Linked DNA regions of Gasterosteus aculeatus: region 1 is linked to region 2. The links are chromatin contacts, called in public Hi-C maps. All regions are on one chromosome and are shown on one strand. Each heading gives the region's core, a stretch centred on a gene start, on an enhancer-like site or on the middle of the called end of the contact. The rest is flanking DNA. Distances are from core to core; before and after follow the strand shown.

What was found. A called contact is a pair of places that touch in the nucleus more often than the background predicts.
Region 1: a Hi-C map of skeletal muscle shows a contact between it and region 2, with 3 times the contacts expected there. The contact joins the promoter of hoxb4a here to the enhancer-like site in region 2. A contact is called at or near these places in 2 of 6 Hi-C or Micro-C datasets (both in skeletal muscle).

The regions. Positions count from the first base shown.
Region 1 is chr11:2,869,559-2,875,482 of fGasAcu3.hap1.1, reverse strand. hoxb4a (homeobox B4a) reads left to right here and starts at 4,420. Exons shown (of 2, transcript XM_040190253.2): 1 at 4,420-5,924. It overlaps hoxb3a (homeobox B3a), which reads left to right. Exons shown (of 4, transcript XM_078084393.1): 2 at 1-157. The coding sequence starts at 116.
Region 2 is chr11:2,757,245-2,762,891 of fGasAcu3.hap1.1, reverse strand. No RefSeq gene overlaps it. Among protein-coding and RNA genes, the nearest start is that of LOC144384602, 6.5 kb to the left of the region's middle. Within about 2 kb of position 2,196, at least 5 of the 9 cell types and tissues checked have open chromatin away from gene starts, as enhancers often do.

The sequences.
Region 1 (5,924 bases), core at 3,171-5,670, 110 kb before region 2:
AGACTGAGTGGAACACATGCTGCCCATTTGTTGGAGATGAAACGAAGAAGAAGAAGAAGAAGGAAACAAAAAAACACCGACGACGAGGAGGAAATTAAATGGTTGAACTTGTGATATGATGGCAACACCGGGAAGGACATCCGCGAGCTACAGAAGAGTGAGTACAAACAAACAGGAACGGGCTTGTATGAGGAAGCCACCTCATTTACATATACGTGGGTGCGTGTCTAGGTGCGTGTGCGTGTGTCAACTTTGTTAATGCTATACCATGTGTGTGAGGCAGGTGCTTTGCCCATGCTGGGAGGAAGAGGAAGACCGCGTGTTGCAGTAAACTGCAGCAGCACCCCCTCATCCTCCTCTTCATCCTCTGTCGCTCGTCTTCGTCAGAATATATTTTGATCCTAAAGGCGCTGCACGGCTCGCTGTGATCGTGTAAACTGTTCGGGTTTTCTCTTTGCACGCACCACGTCCTTGGCTGTCATCGTCACGCCGGACGAGCCTAATTAATTCACCTGAGGATGTGTGACGTCAGGGGGCACTACGGACATTTTGGCAATATTGTAGGTTTTGCACTGTCGTCCTCATGTTGGAACCAGACACTAGCTTTACTTATATTATTACCGATAAATAGATGGACGGACAGAGATGACTTTATAGATAACCTCATCAAGCTTAGATTCACCCCCCAACTATAACATATCACTAACACGGCTTGTGGGGTGAAAGCGAGGTCGTGGTCAGTGGGAGGCCAAAGGTCGTGGACAACTTTCTCTACCATAGCCTTACATTCAAATTAAATAGAACATATCAGGCAGCTAAATTGTTCAATGTGGTCTAACATGTGTATTTTAGTTCTGTGCCTGTGAATAACGGTATTCTAAAAAATAACTACGAATAAATTAATTTGTCATGTTCCACGATTTGCATAATTTCTCTGCAGAAAAAAAGAACAACGTATGTATGAATTGATCATTTTCTTTTGAGGGATTTCGCTGATTGACGGACTTGTGGCTTTCTGCTAGCTTAACGGAACCCGCGGTCCATCCCGCATGGCTGCCGACACTACAAGCCCAGTGGTTTCAGCTGTTGATTTTTGATCATGAGGTGGAGCGTTTGCTACTCTTTCGTCTATAGCCGAGCTAATACCGCTCACATTTGCTTCCAATGTGCTACTGGTTCATGTTTAGAGGTTTAGTGTGCCTCACTTTGGCAGCCAAAATGACCAGTTGTGGATGCAGCCATTGTTAACGCAGTGTCGCGACACGGTTGACCTGCAGAACGGGAAGGTAGAGTTATAGTTGCACTGTAATAAATGCGTTAGGACGTTTTGAAGATGTCAGCGGCACAATGGAGTTATTTTCGATTTTATTAAGGAAAAGGAACCAGCGGCATTATCTGTTGATGTTGTAGCAGCGCAGTTTGCGGGATTGTGAATGTATTCATTCTGAAATATATAAAGGCCGTGTTTGTATGTGTAACCGTATTAACGTTGTAGGACAACTAATCCTTTTTTTATTCCAATTTAATTTGTTTTTAAATGCTTGGCCGATCTCATTCAGACTATAGGCCTATTTCTATCAAGTTTATTTTACTTTACTAAACTGAGTCTGCCATATTGAGGGAAAGACCGGTTCATTATTTCTCCCCTGTCTGATAGACTTTGCATGACAATAACCAAGAAAATGGTCCTCGATTTATTTTTCAAACTGCACAAAAGGGCAAAACCGCATTTCTCTTCTTCTTTGTTGGCCTTGCAGCTTTTTCACTTCGGTAATATTTCAGAACATTGACATGTGGGTCCCTGCAAATAATGGCAGTTTAACCCTTCTACAAGTTCCATTTAAGGCCCGCCGTTGGAATATAATTATACAAAAAACACACGGCTTCTTTAAAGGCTGCAGGAAACGACGATATTTCAGCTGAGGAACAAGCTTTTACCGGATTGAGTCCTTACTATTTACCATTTCTTTATGAAAAGAACAAGGGCCAAATACAGAACGGAATTTTACCTCAGTAGTTACCGTAAATCCACCCAGGGGCCGAGTACAATTATAGCAGAAGAAGTAAACGCAGAAAGCGGCGGCTCGGTGGTTTATTTCTACAGCCTGGGATTTGGCTGAGTGTGTTAGCGAGCTGTTGATGGGACGAACTTGTTATACGGTCGTAAATTGTGAGTGTGACTGTGAAGTTATTTATTCACAGCGGCTCACCCCCTGAACATTGATTCCCCCCCCCCCCTTTCAGTTTGAGATTGCTGATGTTTGCGCTGGAAACAGAACTGATATTTTACTATTACTCTTCTTAAATCACCCCCAACCCCACTCTAAAATGTCAACTATCGCATTTTTATTTTGTGCTCTCGAAGCTCACCCCAGTTATTCTGCCTTGGGTGTGTGTACTGCGCTTTCTAATTCTTAATGATACTAAGGCCAGCAGAATAGTGCTGTTTTAATTCACTTGAATGAACCATCATGTGTTACTTATTTAAACGCAAACAGTTGTATTTAGCGGTATCAGAGCACCTTGTTTCATTCCATGTCACATGTTGCACTGTGTCTGTGCGTGTGGTGGGGAAACCAGTTACTCCCGTATCTTTCAAATCGTCTTTCGTTGAGTGTTGTGTGTGCGCGCGCGCGCGTGTGTGTGTGTGTGTGTGTGTGTGTGTGTGTGTGTGTGTGTGTGTGTGTGTGTGTGAGAGAAGGGGGTCTCCTGGCAGCGCTTTGACCTCTACCTGCAGCAGGAAACAATGGGGCCTCCCCATGAATGCTTACTGCTGACAAACTTGACAGAGGGCCGGGAAGTGCCACAGTCTGACTTAACACAACTTGATCGATACCTGAGATGCCCCGTTGGCAACAAAAAAAAAAGGAAAAAGAAAGAAATTGGGAGGTCAAGGTGACAGAAACACGCCCACACCTGGGAGAAATCACAACGAAATTGAGACGAGACTCTGGATTGAATAGGCGCTCGAAAAAACAAAACACTGAACAAGAGAAAAAAGCCGGTGTCACAGAATTAATGTGTGAGATGCATAGTGGAAAATATAGCATTCAAAATGCAACAGGAAAGCACAAATCCACACACAGCATATAATTTCTGTCATGGGAATTGATAGTATTGTACATTTTGCATTGTTCATTCTGCACACATAACATCCGTTGTAGTCTGTCCATACCGGGAGGGGGATTTCTCCTCTGACGTTCTCCCTAAGGTTTCTTCCCGTTTTTCCCCATGAAAGGCTTTTCATTTTTTTGGGGAGTTTTTCCTCTGCCGATGTGAGGGTTTCAGGACACAGGATGGATGTGTACAGACTGTAAAGCCCTCTGAGCCAAATTTGTAATTGGCGATTTTGGGCTTTACAAAATTTAATTAATTGAATTGAATATCAGTATGATGGAAAGGCCACAAAAATAATGTAAAATAATAATAAAGGAAATAAATAAATGAACATTTTTAAAGGTTTTCTAAAATAAATAAATATACATTTTCATATATGTATACAATACATATATTACATTTGCAATTACATGAACACACATTTAAATTAAACTTGCATATACTTACATTTTAATATCGGCCCTCCTTTTTATTACTTTATAAGAGGTTCGAGGATGGACCGTTCTTCATTCTGCGTAGTGAAGGAACATTTATTCATGTATTCATTGGTCCATCCATTTTCCAGTTGAATCAGTCAGAACCATTTTTGATAGAACAGTGTTCCAAACGATCTGTCTTTGTCTTTCTTTCATTAAATCAAATCGTATCCATTCGGTTAGAGCGCTGCACCGTTGGAGCTGCCAAGATGTTCTTTTCTTTTTTTCCTCTTCTGTTTGTTTACAACTCTCTATGTGGTTGGATGTAAAGTTAAAGGGATATTTTGATTCTGGGTGAAAAACGGAGGAACGAACGACTTAATTGGGCAAATAAATATTCAAATTGATTAAAGAAAATGAAATGCTTGTTGTTATGAAGCCTAGAAACATGATGTTTCATTCCTTTGGCATTTACCATATACATTTTTATTGTTTTCGTTATTATAACAGCTAAAAAATATTACCAATGCGTATTATATGAGAACAAGGAGCATGTTCCTACAAATGTATTTTATTTCCCATATCTTATTTTATTTGCCAGTCAGTTCCTCGTCACCGTCTTGACTCCCGAGAAGTGTTACAACATTATAACATGATTGTATAGATCCCCACCAGCGGCAAGAGGGTCAGCGGGAGTCGGGAACAGTAGAGGTGGATGGAAATATTCCAGTGGCTTTGGCAGGGGGATTTTTATGAAAGCAATAAAAGTCCATCCACGGTGTAACCCTCGTGCCTCCAGAGAGGCGCTGTCTTCTATATCTACCCTGTAGATCCGGATTTGTGTAGAAATCATTAAAATAATCACAAATTCGCTTCTAGGGGAGTATATAGTGGATTTATACACGTCGGCAGCGATGGATCCAACGCCGGGAGGAGCAGCCTTTGAGCGGTTGTAGCGCCGGATGGATCGCTTCTCTACACGTGAAGCTTTCAAAAGTGGAACTGTACAGGTTCATAAAAACGTATTTTTCACGAATTTGTGACCTGCACGAATGAATTCATTTCAGGCCTCCATTACTGGTTTATTTTGACACGGTGATCGCCTCCACTTTAATGTACACTCAATCGAGACATCTATATCTTTATATATTTCGATCGTGTGTTTTTTTTCAGTTTTAAATGCCGCTTTCAGGTTGAATTGAACTCTTTTGTATTCATTATTTGTCCAGGTGAAAAATGATTGTCCGCTTTATAAAAAGGGGGTTGGTGTGAGAGGGAGGGGGTAAGATTTCGATTTAGAGACGGTCACTTTTCTCCAAACAAAGGACTTAGATATCTCCATCATTTTGCCTGTGTGTGTGTGTGTGTGTGTGTGTGTGTGTGTGTGTGTGTGTGTGTGTGTGTGTGTGTGTGCACCTTCAGTCCCACTGATAACCCCATAGACAGTGTCCTTTTTAATACAAAGAACACATATTTTTCTTCACATTTTATGCGTCTGTGTCGGATTATATAAGATCTTGGACGCGTGCTAAAAGTTTCTCTGTAAAACGTGTTACATAATGCTGGGAAATGTTGGAATTTCCGAGCGCCCTCGCTTTGCGCAGTGCAGGTTCAAGTTTCATTGTGTTCATTGAGTCTATTCGTGGCAATGAGAAAGTGGTCTGCATGTCGGCGCTATACAGACGTGTATTAGAGTTTAAGGGGGGAGGGTGGGGGGCAAGGCTATAAAAGTCAGCTAGTAGGAGCTCGTGACGGTTGAGGAGATGACTCCCCCTGCAGCATACCTGGCCGTTCATGCCAGGCAAAGGGCGCACTGGGTGCTGAGGGATGAGGGGGGACACAATGGAAGCACAGAGCCAGCCCGTGCTGGGCTGTCTTGCTCTCATCAAGCAAAGGTCTCCGTGAGATTTAGTAGGCCCGTGTAACCTGAATTAGTTGATGCATTTTTAATCGATCCTAAACAAGCGAGATTTATCTGACGCAGTGCTGGGTGGCGGCGAAGCACCCACGCCCCCCCACCCCCCCTCTCCGCTTTATTAGCGATTTAAAAGAAGAAGAAGAACGTCTACAAACACACACACATACATTTTACTCCAAGGGTAGTGCAGGCAACACGTTATATCCCCCCGAGCACTTTCCGCGGCTTCTTTCTTCTCTCCTTTTGGAGTCCCAGCCGGACGCGTAACAGGGGGAATGGGTTCATGACTTGTCATCTGTACTGTACTCTTATTGGGCGTAGAGACGCACGCGCTTCTGTGTGGTTTCCAGCTCGAGCAAGAATGTGTTTTCGGCACGTCGGACGCGCTTCTGTGGTTGTTGTGATCCTCTAGTTGCTTTAGAGCGGCATGCGCGCTGACATGTGGTGGAGGGGAACGCGGGGGGGGGCGCAGA
Region 2 (5,647 bases), core at 947-3,446:
GGAGAAAACACAAAAAAAAATTCCCCCGGCAGTCTAAGCCTATAGCAGCTTAACTTAGCTGAGCTGCTATATAACTAACTGGTCCGGGCTAACCTGAGCCAGCCCTAACTATAAGCAAAATCAATGAGGAAAGTTTTAAGTTTTACCTTAAAATAGCTGACCAAATCTGCCCCCTGGACTGAAAGTGGAAGCTGGTTCCACAAAAGAGGAGCTTGATATCTGAATGCTCTGGCTCCCATCCTACTTTTTAAAACCCTAGGAACAACAAGTAACCCAGCATCTATGGAGCGCAGCTGTCTTGTAGGGCAATACGGTGTTATTGCTCTTTAAAGCTCTTTAAGATAAGACGGTGCCTCACCAGCAAGTGCCTTGTAGGTGAGGAGAAGTACCCTAAATTCTATTCTTGATTTAACAGGAAGCCATTGCAGAGAAGTTAATGCAGGAGTATCCCTTTTCTTAGTTCTTGTTAATACACGTGCTGCAGCATTCTGAATCAACTGGAGTTGCTTAAGAGATTTACAAAGGCAGTCTGATAACAAAGAATTACAGTAATCCAGTCTAGAAGTAACAAACGCATGAACTAAGCATCACTTTGAGACAGGAAGTTCCTGATTTTTGATATATTACGTAGATAAAAAAAGGCAGTCCTTGAAGTCTTCTTTATATGACTTCTTATGGCATCATATTCTATGACAGCGCATTGTATTAGAACGATGGCTTCAACCATAAATTGGTACATTTTTCTGTATTAGGGCATGATACACAAACTACTTATTATATGCTCCTTATAGATAATGAATGTATTTTCTAAAAAACGCTCTGTTTTCAGTGAAAATGCTTCAAGCCTTTGGACAGTTTTATTCATTTGCACAATGTAATAATAATTAAAAAACGTAGACATTGTAAAATAAATTCTAATTGCAGGAAGAGGCAGAAAGACGACTTTCCTTATTTGAACCCCCCACCTAAATAGTATCAATACACTAACGTCATAGATAATTAAATGAATATAAAATATGATTAGCCAAAATAGTTCTTACAAGATACGACAGATATCAATTAAAATACTTTACAAACAGCAACATTTAAAGAATGTGTGTGTCGATATGTTGGAGTATATATGTGGGAATAAGGTCTGATTTATTTTTTTATTATTTTACATCAAAAATACTACTTCCACTACTACTTTTTTGATAAGCGTGTATTAAAAAATATATTTTCAGTACAGAAAGTACTCATCCTAATTCTATAATGCAGTACTGTAACCGCACACGTGATGTCATGCATACTTCTCATATTTTAAAAGCACCGTGTTTGTGCACATTACTTTATGATTATTAGCATACAAAACGCATTTGGAGGGTCTGACGGTAGTTTAAAGCATGTCTCATACAGATGTTTCCTTCAGCATCATCATCAACGTCTGTATGTTGCTTTGGATAAGTGCACAGTGCTTGTGTATCAACAACCTGATTTTCTCCTTCAGAGTTGTAATATCGGATAAGAGGTTCAAACTTAGAGGCTGAAAAAACATACTGTATTTCACAAGAGAACAGACGCTGACTTGATAAGACTTTTGTAGAGCAGAAATATGATTCTTTCCTTTTACATGTGTCATTTTCCTGCTAAAGGGCTGTCATCATCACTGATATCACTGATGCTGGTGGACCACACTGCCCCCTGTGGCTGGCTGGCTGGGGGTGTGCGCGTGTGTGTGTATGTGTGTGTGTGTGTGTGCGTGTGTGTATGTATGTGTCTGAACATAAATACAATCTTGATCGTCTCTCTCTCAAACTTGAGACAGAAAAATGAGATGGATGGATTACACCCAAAATCCCACGAGTGGCAATGGAAAGAGTAATGTTTTCACACATACAACACACACACTCACTCACATGCACAGACAGGCACAAACACCCCCCTCAGCTCGACCACAGGAACTTATGTGCAGCACATAGACGTTTCCCCGGTCTCTTTCTTCCATGCAGCCAATCAGGGATGGGGAGGAGACTTGGATGGAACACCTGATGGGTGTATGTAGGCTGTATTTGTTTCACATTGACCTGCAAGGTTATGGCAGGTTTATTCAAGGACAGAATTTGTTTGCCAGAGTTCGGAGTGCCGTCGTCACGGTTACGGTAGTTCCCCAGGCACTCCTCTGCTGAGGTCTGGTTATTCCGAGGTAGAGGTGTTCATGTGTTCATGACTCACCGCTTAAGAATTGGGTGTGGTGCTGTTAACTTAACCATGAAGGAGAGTGTGTGTGTGTGAGTTTGTGTTTGACAGGTGAATGAGACCATATGTTTACCTACTCCTCCTCCTCTCCTTCATTTTCCCACTACTTTTGTTTTAGGCCTGGCCGGTCACCTGCACCCCTTCCCTTCCGCTCTCTTTGCATCTCACTCAGTCTGACTCAGCGCTTCTTTTACGCTGGAAACCTCTGTGCATAAATAAAATACATTTAATTTCAATTACCAGTATTTGAGCAAAACAGGACAGATTTTTTGTTTAATGTAGAGTCAAAGAGGTGTCATGTAGAATGTTGGAGTAACTGGAGTGACTTGAGCTGCTCTATCACTTTCATGTGCCAAATGTGCGTTACGCGTTTCAGATTAAGCAGCCATGCAATGTTACAGTTACTATAAGAAATCAAAAGGTGATATTGCATCTCCGACTCAGCATTCACATTCCATTCCAGCAGTTGTTAAATTCCTTGCTACATTACAATTATGGGCATCAGGATAATTTCAAACAGTCATAGCATCAGCAGTGGAAATGTCGCAGTCTGCACTCAGCTGTTTCACAGAACAAGTACTTAACGGTTTGCTACATAGCACTAGTCAATACATACATTTCCCCTCCACTGATGCCCAAATAACACATCAACTTCGTTGTCACTGAATTTTTGTTTTCGCTGTTCTGACTTTGCCTGATCCATGATAGAGAGAAGGAGTCCATTGAGTTGTGCTTTTAAATGGTCGCAATATGCGGTATAATGGCCGACGAAAGGCCCTGATTTGCTGTGTTGGCCATCTTGAGGTGTTGATGCTTTACCAAATACTGCTCCACTCTTGCTGCCTTGGTTATACAGCAAGTCAGAGAAGTCTTTCTGCATATAGATGAGTAAAACATCTTGATCGAAATCGCCAGACTCTTTCGGTCTCAACCTGATATACGATTGGCTGAAACTTCAGTGTGAACTCTCTATGACCCTGCCACGACCTCTCATTGATCTTGCCATGATCTCTCCATGAAACCCCTGAACAACTCCTCCTAGGCCCCACCTTTTCCTCCTAATTCTCCCCAGGGAGTGAGGATGCGCAAAATCAGCCCAAGCTCCACCAGCTGTGGGTCTACACAAAATAGAACAGAATTCAATTCAACGGAAATGTTACTTCTACTTGTTCCTTTTTCTTCTTTTGATTATCTACGTCAATCAATCAACGGGTTGCTTGCAGTGACCTTTGACCTTTTTACTGGTCACCTTTGACCTTTTACTGTCCGCACTCAGGGCATTATGGTCCTTCTGAGACGTCTTTGTTGTTAATATAACTATTAACAAGTTTACTGTGTGCATAAAGAGTTATGGTGAAATGGGGAAAGCATAGGACATGTGTTCATATGTTCCCCTGAGAATGAAAGCTCTGCAGTGATTAAAACCGCCTAGAACATTTTTGGAATAGCAATAAACTTTTCAGTTTTTTGGTGAGGTGGGGTGCTTCCAGAATATTTAAAGATAGTATCCACCTGATCGATGACACAGTTATCCTGCTGCCATCTGTCTCCACTCTTCCACACTCCCCTTAAATGAGACTATAACAACCCGTCACAGAATCTGAGGGGACAATGAATGAAACGCTTCCCTTTTTCTCCAAAAAAACTGCTGGAATCACCATATACAGCAACTGTAACCTCAGCGTGTGTCTCTGACTTGTGTGACCTTGCTGTGACTCCCCCGTGACTGTGTCATGACCGCCCCCTGCCCTGTGATGACATCAGAGTGAGATGAAAAGCCCTTTATCAAACACCATCCAATGTTTTCTTTCATATGCGACGATATGCAACACATACGAAATTGTACTTTCTTGTTTCTTGCTGTTCGGAGTTTGGATCCTTATGGTTGAATGCACTTATTAAAAAGCATCAGCTAAATGACATGTAATATAATGTAATATGAAAAAGATAAACCATTCACTTACTCCCCCTCTATAACATATACACGCACACACACACAAAGAGTTTATTTTGATGAATGTGTGTCTGCGTGCGTGGCCACGGTTCAGTGTATTTGTATAGCTGCACATAAATGGGGTATGAGTGTGTTTATACGTATCAGCTAATAGGCTGTTAGACAGGATCAGATGCCGCCAATACATGCATGGATGTGTGTGTGTGTGTGTCGCAACAACATCAACACGTATTGCCCCTACCCTGGCCAAAACCGGTTGCTGCGTAAAGCGCCAAACAAGCTGACCCCTTAATTTTCTTTTTTTTATACGTCATTCAGAAAGGAAGGGTAATTCTCAGTGCCACCCCCACCGCACCCGCCTTTTCTCCCAGGGAGCAGCCTACCTCATCCCAACACTGCCCCCTGGTGCTGGTTGTCATGACCGATGCTTCGTCCGTTCCCAAATATCACCGTTGTTCTTTTTTTGCCCCCCTTCGTACCTGTTTTCTTTACCGTGGTCTTCTTCTATACATTTTGTTTCTTCCTCAACTCTCATCGTTAGCTTGTGCTTTTTCCTCTCTTTTTCTATATTCTCTTCCCCTGTTGGCCTTGTCCTCCACCCTGTATGTCCCACCATCCCTTCACCTCTTCTGCCTTTCCCGCTCCATCATTCTCCCCTCCTCTTCTTTCAAAGGTCACAGGGAGGTTGGAGTTTGTAGTGAGTTCACCGTCTCTTCCCCTCAACCAATGACGGATCACTTCCTATTTAGAGGAGGGAGAAAAATGAATGCTTTGTGTGTCTGAGGGTGAAAGAGAGAGAGAGAGAGAGAGAGAGAGAGAGAGAGAGAGAGCGAGAGAGAGAGAGAGAGAGAGAGATAGAGACAAAGAATATTAGAAAATATTAGAAAAGCAGGAAAAGAGGAAAAAAAAGATCAATGTAAAATAAATTGACCAAATTGTGGCTTCAACAAGGGAAACAGTTTGAAGAAGTGCCATTGAATCACGCTTCGAGTATGTAGGTAAATTAACAGTTTATTGCATCAGTAAGGCTGATATTTCATTCCAGAAACATTTAGAGACTAGATGAAGGGTAGATTGAGAAGTGACATCTCAAAAGGCAGCGGACAAACTGACAACGACTTGAAGCGTTTCTTCCAGTGGATTGTTACCATCTAGAAAATACTGAGGTGGGATGTCGTTCTTTATTTTCTGTATCACCTGTATTATTTTAACTGTGCATTTGCAGTAGAAATTATGATACTACTTTTAAAATTCCTCTCCGATGAAAAACAACCCCATTGATTTTAAATTCCAAATTCAAACTCGTCACCGTGGATGCAATGGCCTTCTCTTTGTGCTACACGGTTTTCACTTCCTCACATCGACATGTATGTTTGAGTAACGATGGCAACATGTTGTGTGTGTGACTGACCCCTATTGCCCTCTTGATGACCCAGTTACCAGTTCAAGTTCAGTCAG